2 separate regions of the Hordeum vulgare genome follow, and region 2 is linked to region 1. A link is a contact called in public Hi-C data. All regions are on one chromosome and are shown on one strand. Each heading gives the region's core, a stretch centred on a gene start, on an enhancer-like site or on the middle of the called end of the contact. The rest is flanking DNA. Distances are from core to core; before and after follow the strand shown. Region 1 holds the start of LOC123395341 (junctophilin-4-like). Region 2 holds the start of LOC123398590 (RHOMBOID-like protein 10, chloroplastic).

What was found. A called contact is a pair of places that touch in the nucleus more often than the background predicts.
Region 2: a contact with region 1 is called in a Hi-C map of seedling, with 4 times the contacts expected there. The contact joins the promoter of LOC123398590 here to the promoter of LOC123395341 in region 1. A contact is called at or near these places in 4 of 6 Hi-C or Micro-C datasets (leaf and seedling) and 1 of 1 datasets of contacts at active chromatin or transcription factors (embryo).

Annotation. Positions count from the first base shown.
Region 1 is chr5H:457,969,336-457,974,131 of MorexV3_pseudomolecules_assembly, forward strand. It overlaps LOC123395341 (junctophilin-4-like), which reads right to left and starts at 2,573. Exons shown (of 3, transcript XM_045090335.1): 1 at 1,585-2,573; 2 at 1,157-1,385; 3 at 546-1,060. The coding sequence starts at 2,420. The coding sequence ends at 896.
Region 2 is chr5H:458,112,914-458,117,709 of MorexV3_pseudomolecules_assembly, forward strand. LOC123398590 (RHOMBOID-like protein 10, chloroplastic) reads left to right here and starts at 2,630. Exons shown (of 9, transcript XM_045093047.1): 1 at 2,630-2,877; 2 at 3,158-3,414; 3 at 3,519-3,573; 4 at 3,659-3,739; 5 at 3,829-3,925; 6 at 4,031-4,098. The coding sequence starts at 2,686.

The DNA of each region.
Region 1 (4,796 bases), core at 1,323-3,822:
GAAAATGGATGTGGATAGGATATAGCAACAGCACTTCCCCCCCCGGGCACACAGCAGCGCGAATCGTGACAGCCTAACATTTGCATGATTCTTTTCTTCCCCCTGCATTCATGTTTCTGGTGGGAAAATCTGGGGCAGCAACGGGGACCCAAAGGCTATGAATCGCTGCTGGTTTTGAATCAACACGGTGGGGCTCAGATGCGGGGAATGGATAGACAGCAAATGGTACTGGAAATATAATACTGCTACTAACTATCATAGTAGGGGCCAACATTATCAAAGCTAATAACAAGTTGCAGGACCGGAGGAAATTATTCACAATCCCCCATGTGCATCTCCTCCTTGTACTACTACCGTTGCAAAATGGGGAATCACTGCACATGGTGTCCAACCCCAGGCACAGTCAAGATTCAGATCGGTGCGATGAAAATGTTGCAGGTGCAAGCACATTCGTGGTATGTGCAAGTGCAATGCACACAGAGGAACTTGCTCTACTTAGGATATGCAGCAAGTGGCATGAACTAGGAAGGGAAAGACTCATCAGCTGGAAATGATCAATCAGCTCTTCCATTGATACACTTGGATCTATGTACAATTTACAGCTTGCTGGAAGGGGGGAAAGAAAGGGACCACCGATCGATCGCGATCGCGATCGTCGCAGAATCTGAGCTGTTTTTGAAATGCAAAACTTGTCAGCTCCGCTCCTCCTCGGAGGCTCCCTCTTTGTTGCTGATCCGATCAGATCTCTCTCTGACTCGGAGCAAGCGGTTGTGCCGCCCCGGTCGTCTTCGTCGTCGTCGTCGTCTGAAACTCTCACCGATTAGTGTTATTGTCCTCCACTACCCTAATGTACAGTTAGAAGAAAGGGGCATGTTTTCTTCAACACACACGCTCTTCACACATAGGTATCGCAGAATTTCCCGTCCATCCTGTTCTGGACTGCCTTGATCGCCGCCACCCTGGCCGCCGTGGCTGCCCTGTTCGCGGCCATGACCACCTTGTGCACCTGCTCATCGACTCTCGGCAGGTGGAAGGCGTTCTCCGCGGCCCGTTGTGCAGCCTGATCATACAATGGAACCATTAGAATTCCACAAGGATTTGCAGAGGTAAAGACTCCTAGGGGGCGATTTTATGTGTAAGCAAATCGGTTTAATACCTGCACGGCACGCTCAACGGAAGGATCGGTGGGAGGCAGGGGGCTCTTGAGAGTCCCAAAGTCCCACTCCCCCGATCGCTTGTCGCCATTCCGAAAGGTGTACATTCCGAATCCCTGCTTCTTGCCTTCATGCCAGGAGCCTTCGTAGCAATGGCCATTGGCAAAGCGGTAGACCCCAAACCCATGGATCTTGTCCCCAAAGTACTCCCCGGCGAAGCGATCGCCATTTCTGAAACAAATTGCAACAGAACGTCAGAAATTACTAGGAATTTCTCACCGATGTTGCTTGAACTATTACTGTGATGATGAAGATGAAGATATATAATAAGGTGGTTGGGGTTAGTATTAATGAAGCAATCGAACAGTTGCTGAGATATGGAAACAGTGGCGTGACCAAATCAAAGCAGGGAATTTGGCAATATGCTCACCGGAAATGGTAGCTGCCAAGGCCGTGCTTGACGCCGCACTTGAACTCCCCTACATAGGAGCTCCCGTCCGAGCAGGTCTGCGCGCCGATGCCGTGGCTCTGGCCGCCGGCCCACTCGCCCGCGTAGCAGTCGCCGCTGTAGAATCGGTACACCCCGTGGCCGTGGCGGAGGCCCTGGCGGTACTGGCCGCGGTAGCGGCTGCCGCGCGCCCAGCTCTCGATGCCGTAGCCGTCGTACTTGCCGTCAACCCAGTCGCCCTCGTACTTGCCCTTGCCGAAGAAGTTGTAGACGCCGCTGCCGTTGCAGCGGCCCTTGTGGAACTCACCCTCGTAGCAGTCCCCATTGCTGTAGAACTCGACGCCCTCCCGCACGACGCGGCCGTGCGCGGCGGCGGCCTTGCCCCTGGTGTCCCGGGCGTGGTGCGGCTTGTCGTCGTCGTCGCCGATGAACCACTGCACGGAGCCTGTCTGCGGGGAGCGGCGCATCCGCAGGCGGCCGCGGAGGAGGCGCGCGGCTGCGGCGGCGGCGGCGAGCGCGGCGGTGGCGGCGGCGGCGAGGAGGAGGAGGTGGAGGTCGTCGCGGAGGAGGAGCAGCAGGAGGAGCAGGGCGAGCGGGAGCGCGAGGACGAGGGCCGGGTGGGCCGGGCCGGCGTGCGGGTGCGGGGCCTTGCGCTGCGCCGCGGCCTGCGACTTCTTGTCGTCGGGCTCCGGGTCCTCCACCAGCACCGCCTGGAAGGAGGAGCAGTTGCGCACAGTCGGGGAGCGCAGCAGCGAGGAGGGCGTCCGCGTGAGCTTGCCGGCGCCGGCGCACGCGCCGCCCCCGTTGTGGCCGTCCATTGCTCGCCGCCGCCGCTCCCCGCCGCCGTCGCGCTCCTCAATTTCTGACGGATCTTGCCGGCCGCCGGCGTGAGAGCCCCCGGGGCCGCGAACGCAGATCGGGACGGGAGCAGAGAGGGGAGCAGAGGTGGGAGTGGGTGGAGCGGAGAGAAGAGAGGAGGGGAGGGCGGGCTGAGGGGTCTCTTATAACTACCGGGGGGAGGTGACCAGCTCGGGCGCCGACCTAAGACCCGGAAGCGGCTTAGCGGATCCTGCTCCTGCCCCCATGCCGCGGCGGCCCGGCCCGGTATGGAGGCGGTGCGCTGGGGACGCTGCCATGTGGGGCGCTCGGGATGGGTCAGTGGGTCGTTGACGGATCCCACGGGATGGCGACCCGGGTGTTTCGCGGGGGTGTTTGATTGGTCCCTGCGCGCGGAGGGCTGGCCGGGACCGGACCCGGACCCGACCCGACCCGACCCGACCGGGAGCGCTTTGTGTGTGAGCGTGGGGCCCGCGGGTTTCGGATCTGAATCCCTGCTAGGAGAGGAGAGGAGAGGGGTAGGGTAGGGCGCGGCGCGGTGCGGTGCGGTGAGGCGAGTGCGTCCAAGGGGCTTGGCATGTGCGGCGGAGCGAGGGGCGCTTTCGGTTGGAGGGAGGGACAGTGGTGGAGGCGGCGACGGGGCCGAAAAACGAACTGGACTGGCGCGCGCGGGGGGATGGAGACGGCCGTGGCCGTGGCCGTGTGCGGCACGGCTTGGAAACGGCTGGGGGCTCCTCCTGGCTGGCACCGCGTGCATTGGCGCATTGCCTTTTTTGACCGCTGGACTTTTGGGTTAATATAAACTGTCGTGTCCTGATGCTTTCTCGCTGTCTTTTGAGAGCACGCCTTTTCTCTGTTGTAGTAGTATATGGAAGTGAAACGGGTGGGTTTTTGGGGTAATGTATATTGCGCTCGCGGAGTACAGATGGATGGGAAGAAAATGCTAGTGCTGGTACAGTAGTAAAGAGCGCTCCGCAACTTTCACTCTACTACTACTTTTCTTCTACTACCATACTTATCGTGCCAATAATATAATATAATATAATTACCAAAGCAGAACATATAGCTCCGACAAATTGAGGCTTGGATGTGCTTTCCACTCTTTTTGTAGAAAAGACGCGGGCCGAGCCCGACAAGAGTTTAAACCTGGCCCGGTTATGAATTAACATAGCTTCACAAGAAGAAGAAAATTTGGGCTCTTAGTTTTATGTGATCTCGTCAATCGTAAGATAAGAAATGTACAAATGAGGAATTGAAGATTTGAAGAAACTAAAAACGACGAGTTTTGAGTATATATATTTGGCAAAATTGTGCTCTCGCTCTCATCAATCATGAGGGGCACAGAAAACACATTTATGTTGATCTAAACATGCAACCATGGCAACACCATTTGCTACAAATCAGGTTATAGGGATCTCGCACTTGTTTTCTCCTCCTCACGAGGTGACTCACATGCAACTAGATATTCCCCTCGTCTAATCATAATTTTCTCCGGGTTGTGGTCATAAATGAAGAACATGTACACTCTGATCATCGTCCTCTTATCCTACACACAGAATATTATGATGGGAATATGTTTAATCGCCCAAGGAGCCGAGCGAAACAATTTGAAGGTCAATGGCTCAAACAAGAAATAGTTGTGGTTATTGTACGTACATCGTGGAACAAAGCAAATATGTTGGGTATTGGGCCGTCTATTGCTAATCGTACTTGGGCGGTGCATGTGGATTTGAATACTTGGGATCATGATATTTTGGAGGGACCAGAAAGAAGAATTAATAAGCTCAAATAAGATTTGAAAATATTGTGAAGGGGTGAATGCGGATTCTCAAGTGTGACAAAAGGAAATTCTTGTTCTCACTGAAAATCTTTTGGAGCAACAAGAGATCTACTCCTTACAACGTGGTTGTGCACGCTAGTTGTTGCATGGTGACCGCAATACCTCTTTTTCATAATGTGGCAACGACTAGAACAAAAAGAAGTGAGATTACAAAATTGCTTGATGACAATGGTGTTTGGGTGCAGGATAAAGAGACAAAGAACCCAAAGATTCTATCTCTTGTCCAAAGGAAAGTAATCGATGAAATGAATAATACTCTTCTCGCTCCCTATACGACATAGGAGGTTAGAAGGGTTCTATTTGATATTTGTGATTTAAAAACACCGTGTTCAGATGGTATCCACACTATTTTTACAAAAGGTTTTGGTCTATGTTGGGAAATGACTTGATCGAAGAGGTACTACATGCGGTTACTTGTTCTATACATGATGGGTGGAATAATATTGCAATTGTAATGATCACAAAGGTTAATTTCCCCGAAAAGGTAACTCGGTTTAGACCAATCAGTTTATGCCAT
Region 2 (4,796 bases), core at 1,380-3,879, 140 kb after region 1:
CTAAACAGGATGCTCTGAGCTGCACATGGGCCGGCCCATGAAAAAAAGGGAAAAAGGTAGAGAAAAAGTGGTGCACCAGGGATCGAACCCTGGTCTCTGGCCTGGAGTATCGCATCTCTCACCATCACATGGGCCTGCATTGGCCGTTCGTCCCTCAAAAGAAAAAATTATAGCTAACTAGCGTAGAACGAATTCTAATCTCGTTGATCACCACTCCATATTTCAAGAGAGTTTTTTTTAGAGGTACTAGCAAAAATGTCCGTGCGTTGCAACGGAAGAAAAACTATCAGGTTATGCAGGTGTGATAGATATAAAAAGGTATGAATCCAATGCAATAATGGCATAAGGATTTTTGAAATGTTATTTCACAAAGTATATCTGAGTGATGTCATGATGAGATAAGGCACTTTGAAAATGTGATTTCAAAGACTAAAAATATGATGCTCATCGCGGCTTGATTTGTTAAGGCGTCATAAAAAAATATTTTTTAGCTGAGCAGACTACAAAACACGGAAACCTTTTTTTATCCGACGCGAGGGACTAAATAAAATCATAAAACGACCTCTAGAGGTTTCCTAACAAAACCTTTATGTAAGCGACAATTAGTTTTGTTCATTATTAACATATGTGTTTTAATTTTTACAAACATTTTCTAAAAGTTGATAGACATGTTTTCCAAATTCCTGAATATGCTTTGAATATCGGATCATTTTAAAAAATCATGAACATTTTTTATTTCATGACAATTTATATGAAATTGTGATTTGTTCTATAATATGTGAGCAATTTTTGAACTCATGAACGTTTTATGACTTGTTGAATATTATGTAAATACAGTTTTTCTAATTTTTTCGAACTGGCAACTTTTTTTTCTTTTGAAATCTGGAATTAATTTAGAGAAGAAAAAACTGAAACTGGAATAAAAAGTAAAGAAAGAAAAATACTAAACACGATGCCCTGAGCTGCACATGGCCGGCCCATGGGAAAATGGGAAAAAGGTAGAGAAAAGTGGTGCACCAGGGATCAAACCCTGGTCTCTGGCCTGGAGTATCGCACCTCTCACCATCGCACTAGTCCTCTGTTACTGGTATATCTATATATCAGTTCTTTATAAACACAATGCAGGGCGGCGTTTTCTGAAATCCGAAAAGTGAATTGTTTTTATACTTACGGGTGGCATTGGTGGGTAATTTTTATCAACTTTAGGAGTAATTTTAATGACGGGCGACAGAAGCAATATGTGCTTTATTATTACTAGCAAAAGAGCCCGTGCGTTGCAACGGAAGAAAAAAAATACCACACGCTTTTAATTTTTTTATAATCATTTTGATTTATTAAAATAATAAGCTAACTAACTAATGTAGTGAGTCATATCCTATTTTGTTGAGAAATCAACCCGTCCATTGTTAATTCCACCATGATGAGAAATTGAGCGGGACAAGTAAAGCAAAACAAAGAGGCTATGTGAATTGATCAATGGACTGTTATCTTATTTCACTCATGGGATAGATAATGTGAGATCACATGACAAACTGAAGGTGGTGTTCCATTCTCTCTCTACAACAATGCAACCTTACATTCAATACATTCATTCATCAGCAAACAAATTATCACAAAACAAAATTTCTTGCTGGTGCTTGTTACACGGTTGGAGGCATGGGGAGGGGATCTCACGAGATGACGAGTCCTGCCGGAGGAGGGGATACGATGAGGGGAGCAAGGGTTAGGTGTCTCTATCTGGCCATAAGTAGTCGCCGTTGCCGCGCCATAACCTCGGAGTTCCGTGTGTGAGCCATGGAGGCCCGCCTCCACCTGCAACTACTTCGCTCCGCCGCGCCTTATCCGCGCGCCGCCGCCGTTCTACATCGAGCAGACGCATCATCCCAAGTCGTTGTAGCTGTCGCGTTGATTTGATCCAGAAGTTGTGCTCGAGCGCCGAAACGGGGGCAGCAAGCGGGCAGAGGTACGATCGCGGAAGTGGGTGGGTTGAGATCGACAACAGTGGTGGTTGAGGTCGGCCGCAGCGGCGAGTGGTGTGGCAGCGGCCTGGGCACAGGCCAGGGTGGACCAGGGTCGACGCGATGCGCTCGAGCGCCGCAATGGGGGCAGTGAGCAGGGAGAGGTACAGCCGCGGAGGCGGGTGGGTTGAGATCGGCAGCGGTGGAGGTTGAGGCCGACCGCGGCGGCGAGTGGTGTGGCGGCGGCCTGGGCACAGGCCAGGGTTGACGGGACGAGGCGATGCGTACGTGTATAATTTTTACAGCGAATCGTTTTTTCCTTTTACGTTGCAGATAAATGATGGAGCGCGGGTTGAATAACAAAAATTACAGGGGCTTTTTTATAAAAATATCGCGGTGGGTTTTCCGACGGAAGCAATAACCGTTTTATTATTATAAAATATATATATATATATATATTATATAATAATATAGGTATATAGGTATATATAGATTAGGGAGAGATTTCAAGGGAGTTTTCTGATCTACAACTATTGAAGAGCATGCGGGCCGCAGAGGTACTTATGACATCGGAAAGGCCCATGATGTTGCCGCTAGGCAAAGGAAGCCCATGTGGCCCACCCGCCCACCGTAGTACGGTCCGATGCCGCGTCTCCAAGCAAGCAAAGCGAAGCTGTCCAATCGAAAGGCATCAACGGGGTCCACGACGCAGGCTTGTGGTGCTCCCATGGCGCCGTGGCTGCTGCTCCCCTCCTTCCCGTGGCCTCCCCCGCCCCCTCCCGGATCCTCCTCTGGACGCGGCGGCGGAGGCGGGGGAGGCGACGGCGGAGATTGGAAGCCGAACGTCGTCGCGGCGGTCGCCGGCGTCCACCTCGGCCGCTCCCTCCGCCGTCGCTTCTCCAGCCTCCTCTGCTCGCCGGTACTGGCGCTCTCGCTCAGCCTCCAATTCGCTCTTCTATTGTGACGCGGTCTGTCGGATTTTCACCGACGCGAACTGTAGCGTTACTTCTTGGGACTTGTCATTTGTAGCAATAAGCTGTGATATCCTTCAGTCTCTAGTTATACAGATGTTGGTCGGTCGTTATCATGATCGCCCGTGCTGCGTTGAACCCTTTCACTTTTCATGTTAGAAATTGGTTTTATGAATTTGAGAGCTCGCAGCGCAACCTAATCTGAACTGAAGCTTGTGCAATACCCAGGAGGTGCGGTCTCTTGATGTCTTGCCCAGAATAGGAGACATTTGGTTTGGAGGATCACAGCCAATTGACACACACCAAGTTCTTGGGGCGCTGGGAAATGTATTCTCCACATCGTTTGTTTGCAGCTCTGCTTTGTTCGGTGGGAATAGGTCAGGTGGGAGATACGTCGGTAGCGGAAATTTACAGCCCAGAAGGCCTCGTGGGATCAACTCGAAGAAGAGGCTGTGGACTAATGTCCTTCTTGCTGTTAACATCCTGTAAGTCCATGCTCAATTTAAGTTGCGTGATTCCCTCTGTTTTTATAGTATTAGCTTCCTTTCGACATTTGTGGATTAACACAGTTTTACTACTTTATTTAAAGGGCCTATATCGCTCAGATAGCATCACAAGGAAAGCTTATTATGTGGGGAGCAAAGGTTGGTACGTGTTGAAATTTCCATTTCACCTAAACTGTATTTATTTTTTGTCTTATGGGACTGCAATCATGATTTACGATGGAAGGTCAACAGCCTGATTGATAGAGGGGAATTTTGGCGTTTGGCTACATCAACAATTCTTCATGGAAATCTTACTCATCTTGCTGTATGTGACCCTTTTTCTATCGAGAATTAGAATTATACTATATTAAATCGCCATTGCTAACTTTCCTTCCTATCGTTGTAACAATGCAGTTCAATTGTTTTTCTTTGAATTCGATTGGCCCTACCGTGGAGCTCGTTACTGGCCCTAAAAGATTTCTTGCTGTTTATTTCACTTCCGCGTTGGCAGGTGTTTGTTTGTCCTTGTTACCTGTCTTTGTTAATTCATGGAGTGGCGTGATTGCTGTCTAGTTCCTGGTTCATAATTTATTCTTCATTCTTGGAACTGTAACAGGTTCGCTAATGAGTTATCGCTATTGTCAATCACCTTCTGTTGGCGCATCAGGGGCCATTTTTGGACTGGTATGTCTAGTTCATTTCCAAAATACAGTTACCTAAATATTTTATTGTGTGTGATCCAAAATCATGGTTGCTTAACCCTACATCACGGCATAATTTGCTAGCAATACGGAATTACGAAATGTCACTGATAGATCAGAACATAGATCATCTGTTGTAATTTGTTCAGATTGTTTCATCATTATTTCTTTCTATTCTACGACCTCTAAGTTGGAAACTTTAGTTTGACCCAGTTCTATGTACTATGTTGGTGTATCTTTTGTTTGCACGTCTTGATTGAGCTGGCCTTTAATGTACATCGTTTTGTCTGCCGTACGCCCGTACTTGAGCATTTGAAAAATATCATCTTGACCTTCTATGTACTACATTGGTGTATCTTTTGTTTGCACATCTTGATTGAACTGGCCTTTAAGGCCTTGTACAATGCAAGTTGCTTAGAAAAACAAACCGGATTTTGTCTAACCACTGGTGCTTATTTATAGAGGACAAACACTTAATTAGGCACCCCTGCTATACAGATAAGCACCTGGTGCTTAAGAAAAAAAATGTTTATTTTACTAAGCACCTTCCTAAGTGCCTTGCATTGTACAAGGCCTAATGTACATCATTTGTCTGTCGTACTTGAGCATTTGAAAAATATCATATCATTTTGACCCAGTTGTATGTACTACATTGGTGTATCTTTTGTTTGGACATATTGA